2 separate regions of the Capra hircus genome follow, and region 2 is linked to region 1. The links are chromatin contacts, called in public Hi-C maps. All regions are on one chromosome and are shown on one strand. The core of a region is the stretch at or near the end of the contact, and the rest is flanking DNA. Distances in the headings are between cores, read along the strand shown.

What was found. Hi-C and Micro-C count contacts between places; a contact is called where the count stands out from the background.
Region 2: a Hi-C map of blood shows a contact between it and region 1, with 2.9 times the contacts expected there. The contact joins the promoter of AHNAK here to the enhancer-like site in region 1. A contact is called at or near these places in 3 of 5 Hi-C or Micro-C datasets (all in blood).

The regions. Positions count from the first base shown.
Region 1 is chr29:41,132,564-41,140,037 of ARS1.2, reverse strand. No RefSeq gene overlaps it. Among named protein-coding and RNA genes, the nearest start is that of ASRGL1, 56 kb to the right of the region's middle. Within about 2 kb of position 4,452, at least 4 of the 5 cell types and tissues checked have an H3K27ac peak or open chromatin away from gene starts, as enhancers often do.
Region 2 is chr29:41,234,867-41,242,340 of ARS1.2, reverse strand. AHNAK (neuroblast differentiation-associated protein AHNAK) reads left to right here and starts at 4,287. Exons shown (of 6, transcript XM_018042689.1): 1 at 4,287-4,480.

The sequences.
Region 1 (7,474 bases), core at 3,203-5,702:
ACAAAACATTAAGGTTGTGGTAGTCATAGGAAACTAGTTCAGAGGTTATTTGTAATATCCCAGGCCACAGACAGCAAAGGCATGGCACTGGGATGGGAGTAGAGAAGGGGGCACATTCAAGGTAAACTGAGAAAGCGGTGGACTCAGAGACCTATGGATGCATATGGTCAGATTCTTCTTCTGGCCCCAGTGCCCTGAGGTCAGTCCTCATCTCCTCACTACCCATGAGACAAGAAGAGGGCCCGGGCTCTCTCCCTGGGAGCTGCTGACTGAGAGCATCTCCAACCTGTCCTAGGGCTGAAGGAGTATCCACATGAGTCCTCAGCGTCGTAAGAGGGAATTCTAAAGGACACTTTGAGCTGAATCCCTCGCAGACACTCAGGATGCTTGGGTGCTGCAGACACAGCTTCAGCTATTTTAGGCGTTAACTAGATTCTTCTCATGGGCTTGGAATCCATTCATTTGATGGGGGATAAGTCTGAGTTTCAAGGCCCTGGCTGACCCATTCTGATGCTAGCAACTGTGCATGCTTAGCTGAATCTATCTTCAGATTTATTTCTGCATATACTAAAGGCTCATAATTTGGGTTTGCTCATGGAAATATGTTGGGTGGCTAACTCTTAATGATTCATTCTCACATTGTGCCCATGTGCCCGCTGGTGTGTTCCGTAAGTGCCTGGGGAGGAACGCTCCCTAATTACACGCTGCAGAAGGCATTGTTTGTGTGGCCCTTTCATCACCAATTGATGTTTTCTTTATCATTTATCTGAAGCCACTCTGAACAACAACCACCCTATGGTGAATGACTACCCACAAAACCCCTGGCATGTGCAAACAGCTTGCTTGCATTAGCTATAAACTAGACATTATTTTATCCATATCATCTTGATAAAGTTGATGAGGGTTGGTTTTGGTTCCTCTTCCTGCTTCATGAATCATTTATAGATTTTCCTGCCAGGCTAACTTCAATCCACTCACGTGTTGAGGGTGTAAAACTGCAGCTTTCCTACAGATCCATCAGTTTAGGTTATATATTGACATAGCAAGGGCAAGTCCTTGGATTTTGCAGTGTTGCAATGATTCTGCAATGTTGATTCTGCAATGATGGCCAGGTTTAGTAATGACGACTCCTCTTCAGCTTCCTTTAAGAATAAATCTAACTGGGATTTATCTGGTGGTGCAGTAATTAAGATTCCACACTCCCAATGCTGGGGCAGGGGTTCGATACCTGGTCCAGAAACTAAGATCTTGCAAGTCACATGGGGTGGCCAAAAATTAAATAAATAGTCACTGTTCTTTTGGTTGCAGGTTGTGGGAGTAATATATTAAAAAAAAAAATTCTCCCAGATTCACAGTTTAGTTTATAACATGATCAAGAAATGGGGTCTTTCCTCTGAGCTCTTCAAAAGTATGAATGCTAAAAGTAATACAGTGCTAACAATACATTTCTTGCTTTTAACTTTTTTGGCTTTATTGAGATACATTTTACATTTCTTGTTAAAAAAATTTTTTTTTTACTGTTTTTAATTTAAAAAACCTATTTATTTATTTGGCCGCGAGAGATCTTAGCTGTAGTATGCACAATCTTTAGCTGTGGCATGTGGGATCTAGTTTCCTGACCAGGGATTGAACCTGGGTCCCCTGCGTTTGGAGGGTGGAGTGTTAGCCACTGTGATCACCAGAAAAGTCCCACATGTATTACATTGTCACTTTACATAGTTTGTGCATAATGCTTCTCAAACCCCGGAAGCTTCTATTCGTTACATTGGCCTCCTTGCGTTTTAGAGTTTAGTATTTTCACAGTGAAAAAGGCTGATCATATAATTATATATTTATATAACTAGGGCTGGACGCACTTCTCCTCATCCTCCTTCTTCAAACATAAAAATCCTTCTTAGCTTGAGGTCTGTTCAAAGATAAGCAATGGCCCCAGTGTGGTCAGGCAGAAAAGGAAAAAAAGACAAAAAAGAATCCCATGACATTCTTTCATTTCTCTAATTTTTTTCTGCTTTCCCCAAACATGAGTCACACAGATATGTGCTTTTTCTGTGGCTGTGATCAGTTCATCTTGCATTCTGCTCTTTTAAAACTGAATGTACTCTGTGTGCTGACAGCTCGCATTCTTGGGATCGCCTACATTTGCAGCTCCTCTGAGGTGGAGACTCTCCCTGCCATGTAATTGGACTTCCTTTTGTCCCTAGATACCTGCTGTATTTGCCCTAGGTAAATATTTCCCTAGTTCTGAATAGGTAATTAAAATTCTGAACCTTTTATGGCCCTGGATCCTTATCTGTTTGAACAACACTCACCTAGGTGGATGGCCAAGGTATGTGAGTTAAAGATGACCTGGATGCAAAGGAACCCGGGGGACTCAGCAGTGGGGGAGAGGGGAGGCAAGAGGCTCGCCACCCCCAAGGAGGCCCCACCCTCTACCAAGAATCTCTGCTGGAATTGTCAGTTCCCCTGACTGGCTCTGGAATTTTTACAATCACAGGCCCTCCTTTGTGGCAGATAGGGAGGGGTGAGATGGCTATAGTCCGGGGGTGTGTGTGTGTGTCTGCATAAGCCGGCACGTAGGTGCATATTTTGGGGGGGTAGGTGGACATTTTTCATCAGTGTCATTTCAGTTAATAGCTCAGGAAATTCCTGCCTTTGGGATCCTACTCTCTACTGTAGGGCAGGGGTTGGGGGTCTGGCTTTGAATCTGGATTGTGTGAGGAAGAAATAAGAAATTGCAGAAATGCTTGCCAGGGAGTAAGCAATCAATAAAATTAATTATTAGGTTACTTGAGATGTTAAAAAAGGTGGACGGAGGTCAGAGGACCCGCTCCGCTAGCGCCCGAGGCTCCTCTGTACCTTCCGGACCATCTCACGTTCTAGATTCTGCTGGACTGGCCCTCGCAATTGTTCGGGAAGGGAATTATTACTAATTCCAAAAGAGCTGACACATGCCTGGCAGGGTTCAGCGGGCAGCAGTTTTGTAAGACTGCCCCTGTTTTTCCTCAGAATTCTTATTAAGAAAAAAAAAAAAAAACCAACCCTGAAAAATCAAGTTAAAGCAATCACAGATGATACCAAAAAAAAAAAAAAAAAACAACAACCCAAACACCAAACCTAGAAAGGAACTGCACTTCATCATGCGTCCCGCGGATTGAGCCAGGCTGCGTGGAGCTGCAAGGCTCAGAAGCCCCGACCTGGACACCTTGGTCGACACTGCCCCCTAGTGGCCATGGTGGCGCCTGCTGCTGAAGGCGCGGAAGGCGCGTCCCCGAGGGACCACGTAGCTTCTTGGAAAAATCTGAACCGAAGAGGTTTCTCTCTGCAACCCTCTCGTTCTGTGACCTCTGCGGATGCCCTCTCCATTCCCGCTTTCCCTGTGCGCGTCCTCCCCTTTCATTCAGTATCTGGGGATGGTGTGGCCGGGTCAGGGACTGATTGCCCTGGGACAAGGGGTGTTTGGAGGGTGTTTATATCCACATGGGACCCACGTTTCGGATGAGTTCTAGTCTTTGCCTATTTTGCTCTAGGGCGATTTTTTTTTTCTTTTGGGGGGGCGCACCAGAGGGCATGTGGGATCTTAGTTTCCCGACCAGGAATGGAACCGGCGTCCCCCGCATTGGAGGCATCAAGTCTTTTTTTTTTAAATAAATAAATATTTATTTATTTTAATAAATATATTTATTTGGCTGTGCAGGTCTTAGTGGTGGCACGTGGGATCTTTGGTCCTTGCTATGGCGTGTGGAATCTTTTATCTGTGGCATGCAAACTTTTAGATGTGGCATGTGGGGGTCTAGACAGTTCCCTAACCAAGGATGGAACCCAGGCCACCTGCATTGGGAACTCAGAGTTTTAGCCATTGAACCACCAGGGAAGTCCTTAGGGTGAATTTTTACAGCAATTGTCAACAGTTTCCAGCAGTTAATGCTGTGTGGCCTGTGCAAAGGCCCTGAGGTAGGAACAGGCTTGGTGGCTTGTTCTTAAAAAAACAAAAAGAACTGCAGGCCAGCAGGGTGGACTGCAGAGAGGGAGTGAGCAGTGGGAAGGATGGGAGATGAGAACCCGTGATGGGTGCATTCTGGATTTGCAGTTGATGAGAAGAGTGTGGGGAAGCTTCCAAGAGCTGGACTTGATTGGAGTGGGGGAGAGGCTGTGAAAGGGGGTTTTCATTTGATAACTGGGTCTGTCCTTACTGTAGAGAGCAGACTGCAGGGCACTTGAGTGTGAGCTGGGAGGCAGTTAGGAGCCCTCCTCCCCCAGGTTGTGCAGGTGAGGGGGTGGGTGGGGCCCAGGGTGGCTCTGTAGGCAGGCAGGCGGTTCTCAGAGGTGTTTGCGGGTGACTTGCTTGGCTGGGCATGACAGTGCTGGAGAGGGACGGGTCGAGACTGCCCCTTGGCTTCAGGCCAGAGCAGCTGGGAGGCTAAAGATGGAATTTACAGAGGCTGGAAAGAGAGAGGAGGGAGGGGGGAATCAGATTTCTCTTGGACAAGAGGAGACTGAGATATTGGGTGGATGGTAGGACATAAGGGGAGGAGGTCTGGCCTGTTTGCTGGCAGGTGAGAGATACCTAGAGCTAAGGTTCTTCAGAAGGTTCTGCATTTTCTCCTGGGGCCCAAGGGCAGGGCTCCAGGGTGCCACAGGGAGGGCAAGGGTGCGGGAAGGAGCCTGGGCAGCCTTCCCATGGTCCCCTCCGTGCCCCTGCCTGATCGTCCTCCTGTTTCCCCTCTGCCTCTGGCTGCCTCCCCCATCTCCTCCAGTCCCTCCTGTCTCTGCTCAGACCTTGAGCCAGGGGTTCCTGGGCTGGCCTGTCCACGCTACTCTTTTTTTTTTTTTAATATTTATTTGGCTGCCTCAGATCTTAGTTGCTCTGCAGCCTTTGAGATCTTGGTTCCCTGACCAGGGATGGACCCTGCATCCCCTGCTTTGCGAGGCAGATTCTTAACCACTGGACCACCAGGAAATCCCATGTCCATGCCCCTCTTGCTTACGTCACTCCCTTTTTTTCTTTTTTCCAAACGAATTTTACCTGTGTATTTATTTTTGTCTGCGCTAGATCTTCTTTGCTGCGAGGGTTTGCCTCTAGCCGTGGAGCTTGGAATTCTCGTTGCAGTGGCTCCTCTTGTTACAGAGTGCAGGCTCTAGGGCACGTGGGCTTGGTAGTTGTGGCTCCTGGGCTCTAGAGCGCGCGTTCAACATTTGGGGTGCATGGGCTTAGTTACCTTGCAGCATGTGGGATCTTTCGGGATCAGGGGTTGAACCCGTGTCTCCTGCATTGACAGGCAGATTCTTTACCACTGAGCCACCAGGGGAGCCTCCTCCCTTCATTTCTTTCATGCTTTTAGCACGGGTTTACCTATCTGTCTGTCTGCTTCTTAACTGTTGATTTTTGGGGGGCTGGCGATCTTCCCCATCAGGTCACTAGCTCCCTGTGACCAGAGGCCGCCGTCGTCTTCACTCTGCTCTACTTGGGCCTCAGTGCGCTTGTGCACTGAGAAATCGCTTCATGCATATTTGCTGGGTTGTGAAATCTGCTCCTGGCTTCCTCAGAGCCCCGAGCGCCACCATGAACACGTGGCAAGTGCCAGTAAATACCTGGGGATTGATTTCATGCAAGAAGGAAGGGGGTGGCCGATTCACTTTTTGAGTGAAAGTTGGCTGGGTGTGACTTAAGGGATGGCGGGGAGGGGGGGCAGGGGCAAGTCAGAGAAGGGCTTTGGGGTTAAATAAGAGCACCATTGCCCGTGGGCGGCAGTCACCAGGTACTGACCAGCCTGACCCCCTCCCACCCACTCTCCACTAGCCTCTTGGGGACAGAGAGTGACGTGAATGGACGGCTTGACCCATAACCCCCTGCACCTTCAGCCTGGAAATAGGATGTCCTCATCAGGATGGCTGGTAAAGGATGTAGCAAATGCACAAGAGGAGGGGTTTTGCTTGAAAAAATAGTTTGAGAATAATTCCATGCGGCGAATGTGAAGTAAGCGAAACACTTAACCGACCCTCTCTGGGGACGCCCCCTAGACCCTGTCTGTCCTCAGAGTCCCCCTCAAGGACCCTGCATCCCTAATCAAGGGATTGAACCTGCTCCTCCCTCCAGCCTTTGTTTTCTAAGTTTCTTATAGGAATCGGATCCTTCCATAGGTGGGAAGAGACCATCTGCGCTGGAAGTGATTGCAGACTGTCACAGGGCCAGTCAGCCCCTCAGAGCACCGCACTGCTCTGTCAAAATGCTTCAGAGATCCCCCATTTATCTTTGGGAGATGGAACTCTCTGGAAAACTCCATCTTTGTTTGCAGTTATGTCTGGGTAGCATAATCACCTTAAATATTTCTTTTTCAAACCGAGAGAGGGATCCCAAAGGGCTTGGAAGAAACAGAACGCTGAATTTCATTACTAAATGGATGGGGGTTGGAAGGTCAGCCTGAGGTCAGCTGCCACCATGTCTAACGTTCCCCCTGCTGACACCCCCCCCCCCGCCCCCACCGTTCCCTGTAGGTCAGGTTTGAGCAAGGCCCTGGGAATGTTTCCAGGCTGGCTCTCTGCCCGTGGAAGGGAGTATGTGCTAGAAGCTGGTCTGCCCATCTGTGGACTGGAAGTGAGACAAGGCCTGGACCCTTGGGGATGTGTTTCCACGGCCACTGCCTTTCTTTTTGCTCTAATCTTACCCCAGCAGCGGCACACCTTTCATTCTAGCAGGTGAATAAAAAAGGCGGGGACACAGATGAGATGCTTGCTTGTACTTTATTGCAGGAGTCAGGCGGGGCTGGTGGGGACGGAGTGAAAGGAGCATCCGGGGAGTGGCAGGGGCCTCGGCAGGTGGAGATCTTCAGCTTCTAAATCCTAAGCACACTCTGGGCTTTGTACTATTTTCCCCTAAAACAAACAAACAAAATCCCCAATACAATAGTGAATGAAAATGTCAAAGCCAGACCCAGAAACTTTAATGTCACCTAAGAGCTTCAGTATTTGTGGGAGGAGCTAAGCTTGGATTATTTCTCAGAAGCTTCTCTAGTTTTAATTTTTTTAATTAAAAAAAAAATTTTTTTTTTTTTTTTTGCCACCCTGACTAGGGATTGAACCCATGCCCCTTACAGTGGAAGCTGGGAGTCTTAACCACTGGGCTGCCAGGATGGTACCTCAGGAGCTTCTTTAGAAAAGATAAGATGACTGTGCCTGCTTCCCCAGGGACATTTACACTGTGACTCTCCTCTCTGGATTAGGAAAGTGTCCCCACAGTAGGGACTTCTCGTGACACAGTGGTAAAGAATCTGTCTGCCAGTGCAGGAGATGGAAAAGATGTGGGTTTGATCCTTGGGTTTGGAAGATCCCCTGGAGAAGGGATAGGCTACCCACTCCAGTATTCTTGGGGCTTCCCTGGTGGCTCAGATGGTAAAGAATCTGCCTTCAGTGCGGGAGACCTGGGTTCGATCCCTGGGTTGGGAAGATCCCCTGGAGGAGGGCATGGCAACCCACTCCA
Region 2 (7,474 bases), core at 3,038-5,537, 100 kb before region 1:
AAGCCTGAGCTTTAAATACAGCCTAGGATTTGAATTGAGCTGGAGGAGGATGGGTTGACTTGGCTTCCTATGTTGAGTTTGAGTTTGGAGTTTGAGAATTGCTTAGAAAATAATGTTTGGATCCCAGAATAACCCAATAAACTTGCTGCTCCACTGGGGAAGATGATAGATTAAGAATTAAAAGTGAGAGACTTCCCTGGTAATCCAGTGGCTAAGACTCTGCTCTCCCAATGCAGGGGGCCCGGCTTCGATCCCTGATCAGGGAGCTAGATCTCACATGCCAAAACTAAGATCTGGTGGAGCCAAATAAATATATATTTTTACAAAGAATTGAAAGTGAATGGAGAAGGGCCTGGTGCTTGGCAGGGATGCTCATGTCTGAGCTGGTGTGTTGTATAGGGTGGAGAGGGGGGTCTGGGAAATGCCCCGTGACTCAAAGGAGTGACAGTAATTTCTGTGCTTCTAAGGCTGACATGCCAAAGGGCCCTCGACTGGATGAAAAGTCTGCTTTCAAAGAGATTGTGAACAGATTGCACCTTTCACTTCCTTCCTGGGATCAGAGTTTAAAAGCCATAACGACTCGTAGAGCAGTCGCATCTTTTCTTTCGCATCATGCACTGATTTCAGAGAAGGGGACTGTGGGGAGAAGGGAAGGGAAGGGGAATCCCCTGGCACAGGGCCTGCCCACAGAACGCCCCTTTGGGGTTGCTATAGAAACAGGCATAATAAGAACAAAACAGAGGCACGTTGCCTGGCAACACAGGAGCCCAGGGTTCATCACACACTTACTACCTACAAATCAGGGAACCCCCGGGGTGGGAGTGGCACTTCTGGCGAAGCTGGGGTATCCCAGTGATGATGAGTCCTAGAGCTGACCTTGCTTTTCCAGTGGGTCTGGAGGACTGTGTGGTATGGGACACTTCTGAAGGGCAGTGGAGCACCAGCGGGAAGGCTGAAGTCCTCTCAGATCCCTGGGTAGTCCTTACTTTGCCGGGGAAATATGAAACAATGTTCAGACGGAGAGAACTCCTTTTAACTAAAAAACAGTGTGTCTTTGTTGGGGGAGTAAGATATGGGTGTAAAAGATCTGGAAGAAAAGATGACATCCAGTTTTTAAGCATGGGACTCAGAGTACAAGGGTTAGGGTTAGGTAGCATCAGAGGCTAGATCTTTCTGGACTGAGCACCTGGAGGCAGGGATTCCGTCTTGTCAAGGACTCTCTTACCTGTACCACCACCACCACCATCACCTACCCCTGGCCCAGGGCTGGACACAGTAAATGTTTGTGCAAAGCTGCATGAGAGAACTACACGTGGGGGCTGAGAGTGAGGGAACCTTGTGGGGTACAGGGTGCTGTTGTATAAAGAACAAGAACTTTAGGGGGGACTTCTCTGGTGGGCCATTGGTTAGACTCCAAGCTTCCAATGCCAGAGGCACAGTGCAGGTTCGATCCCTGGTCAAGGAACTAAGATCCTACATTCATGGCCAAAAAAATTATTTAAAAAAAGAAGAACAAGGGCTTTGGGGCCAGTTATATCTGCAGTTTATTCATTCATTCACTTTTTTAGCAAACTGTTCTGGCGTGATTGCCAGGTGCCAGCTGCTGCTGTAGACACAGAGTACACAGCAGAAAGCAAACAGTGCCTGCCCTCCTGGAGCTTAGATGTGGATGGGAGCTTTGAGTCCAGCTTCTGAAGGTTATGTGATTTTAGGTAAATCACTGCCCCTCTTCCGGACCATTTCCTTCCTGCGTGTGAGGAGTAAATGGGCTGACACACAAGGTGCCTACAGCAGTGTCAGACAAGATCACCATGAAGGTAGCTCTTGGGGAGAAGGGGTGAAAGGTGGGGGCTACAGCAGTAGGCAGAAAGAGAAGGGGTGGCAGAAATCTTTAAAAGTGTTGTGTCTCCATTTGCACCATTGAAGACTGTTGAAAATATTCCCTTTCCCTGCCAGCTTTGGTGCGGCAAGTAGGGTCCTGGCTTTTTAGGCGGCAGAGTCTAGTTTACCCCTTCTGTATCCTCCTAGCCTAGAAGTGGGGGAGGAGCCACTCCGCAGGACCACCTCCCACCAGGTACCCTCACACTCGTGCCCCTGAACCAAGTACCTGGACAGTAATCCCTGCTCTGAAGCTGCTCCCCAGACCGGCCTCTCCTGCCTTCTCTGTTGACCAAGAGGGTGGCCAGAACAAACAATGGAGCTGATAAGTTGGCTCTGAGCCCAGGACACCAGCCTCTGCTCTTTCACGCCTGGGGGGCTGAGGGAGTCCCCGCTGAGTTGAAGGCGCAATATCCACACCCTTCCACACTCTTCCTTTCCTGTTCCAGCCCCTCCCTCCAAATTCCCATGGCCCTTTGTGCAGACCCCCTATCTTTGTGGCGTATGTCATATCATAGTTATCTTTCTGAAAAACCTAGCTGTTGATCAGCTCCCATTTCAACATGCATTGGAAGCCCTCACACTTTCAAGGAACCAAATGATTCATTTCGTAAAGTTAACACTCCTCTGATAAACTGTTAACTGTGGTTGTTTTGGGGGAGAGGGACTAGCTTAGGGGTGGAGGGAATCATCTACTTTTTACTGTTCTGCTTTTCCGTACTGACGTCCTTCACCCTATAGAGGTATTGATTTTATCTCTGAAACAGCAACAAGGATTAATCAGACTTGTAGGGTCACAGGCCACTTTATCTGTATCCTTGGTCTGTATTTTAAAAACTGAATACATGTTATTTAATATGAAATAAAATTAAAAAAACATTGATATCGGAAATAATTAGCTGTTGCTTTTATTTTTTTAAAGCATCCCAAAGTTGATTTTTTTTTTTTTTTCTTTAAATAAGGTAGGTGCTGGCAAAGAGGAGCAGACCACAGTGGAGGTGGAGGTGATTCTAAAAGTCTGGGTTTCTGATTCTCTGCTTGTGATACAGGTGGTGGAACTGCCTCTGCTCTGGGTTTGAGTCACTGTGTGTGTGTGTGTGAATGTGTGTGTGTGTGTGAATGTGTGTGTGTGTGTGTGTGAGAGAGAGAGAGAGAAAATATGAGAGATTGCCAGTGCCCAAGTCTGTGCTTTGACTATGTGTCTCTGCATGTTGGTGCCGGTCTGAATGTCTACACACATGTCTCCACCCTTCTGTGTCCATTATCTGACTGCCTGCCTGTCTGTGGCTCCTTTGGCTGGGTCTTCCCTCCCCCACGCCTGTACCCTATGCCGGTAACTGGACCTGGGACACAGCCCCCAGGGCTGGCAGTGGAGTTGGCTGTTGGGTATTTTTAGCCTGTAAACATGTTTGCCATTTCAGAGGACAGGGCCGCTCGTCTCAGCCCCAGCCCACTCAGGATGGTACAGCGGGCCAGGTCTTCTCAGGTCTCCAGCCTGGGGTCTCACTTCCCCAGCATTCCAGAGGAAAGAAAAACTGGCTCCACGTGGGCAGTGGGTGGCCATCCAGAAGGGAGGATAAGAGGATTCATGGGGGAGAAGAGAATGAGGGTGAAGCCAGAAGGCCCCCCCGCACCCCGTCATTAAATGTTTAATAAAATCTCCGTGTAGTTAGAAGTGGCTGTGGGAAATGGCTGTAAAATTGGAAACTCAGCGTCCAGGGGAGTGGGGCGGTGGAGGAGGGGGTCCGAGCAGAAATAGAGAGTGGGGGACAGGGAGGTAGGCAGCAAGGACTCTGCTCCTCCAAGGGGTGCAGGCCTGACTCCCGTGTCGCTGCAGCGGCCAGAGCGGCACGGTGGCGCGGGGCGCTGGTGACCCTGGCTCCAGCAGGTGGGGCCAGCGTCTCCAGGCCGGTTCTGGGGGCGGGGAGGGGCTGAGGGGCGCCCAGAAAGAGGGAGGGCGAGAAGTGGGCGCGGCTGCGTGAAGAACCAAGTGAAGAACCTGGGGCCTAGGATTAGAAGGGTAGTGGGCAGCGTTGAGAGAAAACTCAAAGGTCCGCGTCAGGCTGGAGGCCGCGGCTGAATCACTCAAGCCCCTCCAGCCGCCGGACCCCATGGGTCCTTCTTGCAAAATGGGCTGATTCGCAGGTCCAGCTTCCAAGAGTTTCTTGCAGAAGAAGCCACCCGCCTAAGTCGGGGCAAATCCAGGCACGGCGGGGCCGGGGTGGGCAGTGGATGGGGCCAGGGGAAGGCAGCACCTCGGATGTGCCGCGCCCCCGGGTCCCCGCGCCCCCGGTGCCCTCCCAGCAGCCCGCTTTCGGGTCCCAGCAGGGTCGGCCCGGCTCGCCCGTCCCAGCCCAGCTCCGGCCCCGCCCGGCCCCGCCCTCTCCCCACAGCTCGGGGCAGACCCGCCCGCTGGAGCCGGAGTTACAAGAGCCGCCTCCGCGCGCAGGGGCCCGGCCACTCGGAGCAGCTCCGCCGCGGGGACTGCACCGCCCGCCCTGCCGGACCCGCCCCGACCGGGGCTCGCCGCCTGCAGCAGCCTCAGCACCGCGACCTCGGGCCCCGCGTCGGCTATGGCTGTGCCCTGGGGCTGAGCGCGCAGGTAGGGGCCTCCTGCGCACCTTGGCGCGATCAGGGAACGCGACGCCGGGAACGCGGGAGGGGAGGTGGGTGGCAGGACTTGGGCGAGGCGCTTTGGGTGGGTGTCACTGTGAAGGCTCAACTTGGAGCAAGGTGGGCAGCCCCGGGCCGCCACCGGGAGGCCAAGCGTAGCGCCCTGGGAAAGGAGCTCCGCCTCTGGAGTTGGGGCGTTGGAAGGGGCGCAAGTTGGGCAAAGTCGGAAAATCGCTCCGAGGCGCGGTTTGCTCCAGTCCGTCTGTCTCTCGAGGGCTGATCGTTGTCCCTGCTGCACGGCCGGACTCCGGTTTTTTGCCCGGTAACCCTGTCCCACCCCCTCCTTCTCCATGGGGCGGTGGCTCGGCGAGCTGTTCTGTGCCTATTCCGTGTTTACTCGAGAAGTTTCCGAGATCGAGGCGCGGCCTCTCGGCCCCTCCCGGCGCCCCTGCGCCCCCGCGCCGCGCACCCCGTCCGCCGTCCCTCCCTGCGCCCCACACCTCCGCCCCTGACTTCGCGTCCCGAGTCCTCGGGGCCCCACCCAGTTCTGCACCACCAGCCTCTCCCTTTCTGGCTCCCGGCGGCCCCTCAGCCACCCTTCGGCTGCCCCGCCCTAGTCTTGCCCCTCGGTGTTCCCAGCTCCAGAAAAAATCCCTTCTTCCTCTAGGGCGGCGGAGCCGGGAAGTTTGCAGCGCGCCCCGCGGCGGGACTGGTGGGAGTGGGGGTGGGGGACATAGCTGGGGAGATTCTTGCACTGGGGGTGGGCGGGGAGTGGGGCTGTGCAGCGGCGCGGCCCTCGGGACCGCCCCTTCCCCTTCAGAGGCGGCGCTCTCTCCCCAACCCCACTCCCAAACCCGTCCGGGCGGGATGGCCCCCGCCCCAGCGCCTGGCTCGGCGCCAGCAGCCTGAGGAATGTGGTGGTTGGAGCCGGTGACTAATTCAAACCAGAACTCGGGGAGGAGTGGCGAGGGGTAAAGGGGAGGGGGGCGACGGGGCTTGTGTGGGAGGCGGGGGCCGGAGTCCGGCGGGCGTAGGAGGAGGAGGGCTCAACTCCCCTCCTCGGACCCCTCCGCTCCCGCGGCGCGCTCTTGGGGCGACGGTGGAGGGGCGAGGTCCTGCTGGGGAGTTGGAAGGTCTCCGGGCTTAGGGTGTGTTCGGAGAACTGTGTTATATAAGGCTTTCCCATGCCGGGAGAGGGTGTGCAGTGCGCGAGGGCTGGCCCTCCGCTGGCGGGCTCGGTGCCCCCTGCAGTGCCAGGGCCCCGGGATGCGGGGGCGCAGGCCTTTGGCGTCGCTAGCCACGAGGGACACGTGGGTCTGAGCAAGGCTGACTCTGCTCCGTGGGTGGGAGGGGAGCCGAATGGGCAGACGGGGCATCTAACTGGACCCCTGCACTACGTGGGCAGGGCACTGGCGCCTCTGCACTTTGTGGCCCCAGAGAATTGTGAGCCTCGTGTGTGCCTTTTGCAGGGCGTGGCTGCCACCCAGGAGGTGGTGAGGTGCCCCCAGGGAGCCTGCTGCTGGGTGCCCTGTCCTGCGGAGTGGATCTCTGAAAAGGCACCGTGGGATCCTCCCATGCCAGCGAGGTCCTTAGAGCAGGTCCTGGACCTTTGGAGGAAAAGGGACCCAGATAGTTACCTCCGGGTTCTGAAACAGTTTCCTCGACTAGGATCCAGCCTCTGACTGCAGGGATCGTGTGCCCTGTCTTGCACAGCCTAGAACATGAGAGAGACTGGGTTGATTTTGGGCGACACCGTGATGCTTTGGAGGGCTGGGGTGATAGAAGAAGGCAAAGGAGTCAGGGGAAAGGAGAGGGGTTGAAGGTGCATTGGAAGGCATTTTAGGGCCCCCTCATCAGGGCTGGGGCTTAATTCGGGGAGTAGCTTCTCCTTTGGTGCTCCCTCTCTTCTGCCCCCAGGAGGGAAATCCCTGGGGCAGGGTGTGGCACTCACTTCCTTTCTGAAGCTCAGTGGGGAAGCTTCCTTCTAGTTGGCCCCAAAGGATGGTGGGTTGGGCTAGCCCTCGATTGGGGTGTGTATGCCGAGTGGGGAGAGAAGGGAGCCCTCGGCTGAGGGGTGAGGTCCGGGCATTGGGGTGGGGGGGAGAGGACGGGGAGGGGGGTGGGGGCATGAGAGGTGGGCTAGCAGAGGACAAAGGGTCTGGGGTATTAGCCACGGGGATCGGAGGGTGTCTGTGGCCCTCCCCAGAGCCTTGTCCTTAAAGGTTATACGCAGGGACATTGTTCAGGGAACCAAGACACATAAGAAGCCACATAGGTAGGGCTTACTGCAGATGCTGGGGGGGCCCCAGCAGTGATTCGGGGGTCTTTGTCAGGGCAACTTTGTGAAGAGCTGAGGACTTGAACCAGCCAGACTCTGGTTGGCTCCTCTCCCACCCATGGAGCAGAGTCAGCCAGTTGAGGGGGATGTAACTGCAGGTCCAGGGCTCAAAGTGGGACCCAAAGAAGTGACTCCTGGGAGACCTGTGAAGGGAGATGGCCATCATTGGGTCAAGGGCAGGGAATGGGTTGGGGGGGTCCTGGGGTCACCTTTGTCCCAGGAAGGCCTTGGCTGGGAGTTCCCCGGGCACCACCGACCTGGATTCCTAGGCTCAGTTGGAAGGGGCTGGCTGGCCCTGGCCGAGCACACCACCCCGAGCTTGAGGAGCTGGTTTGAGAGGTTGGGGCGAAGCTGTGGAGCTGGAGGAGTGTGTGGGTCTCTGGGGCGTGGCCATCACCTTCCTCAGCACTTGGGAACCGCCTGGGGTCAGGCAGAAGCAGACTGGGAGAGCTAGTCCGACTCCTGCTGGTAACTCTCCCCTGCTGACTCTCACCTCTGCACCACACCCAGGAAACCCCAGCTTTTCTCTCTCCCTGGATCTGGGCTGACGGGTGGGGGGGGGGGACATGTGCACGCGAGGCAGGGGGGTCGCCCCTGGAGAGGGGTGGGAATGGACTGGTGGTCGCTAGGGCTTTCTGCTCTCCC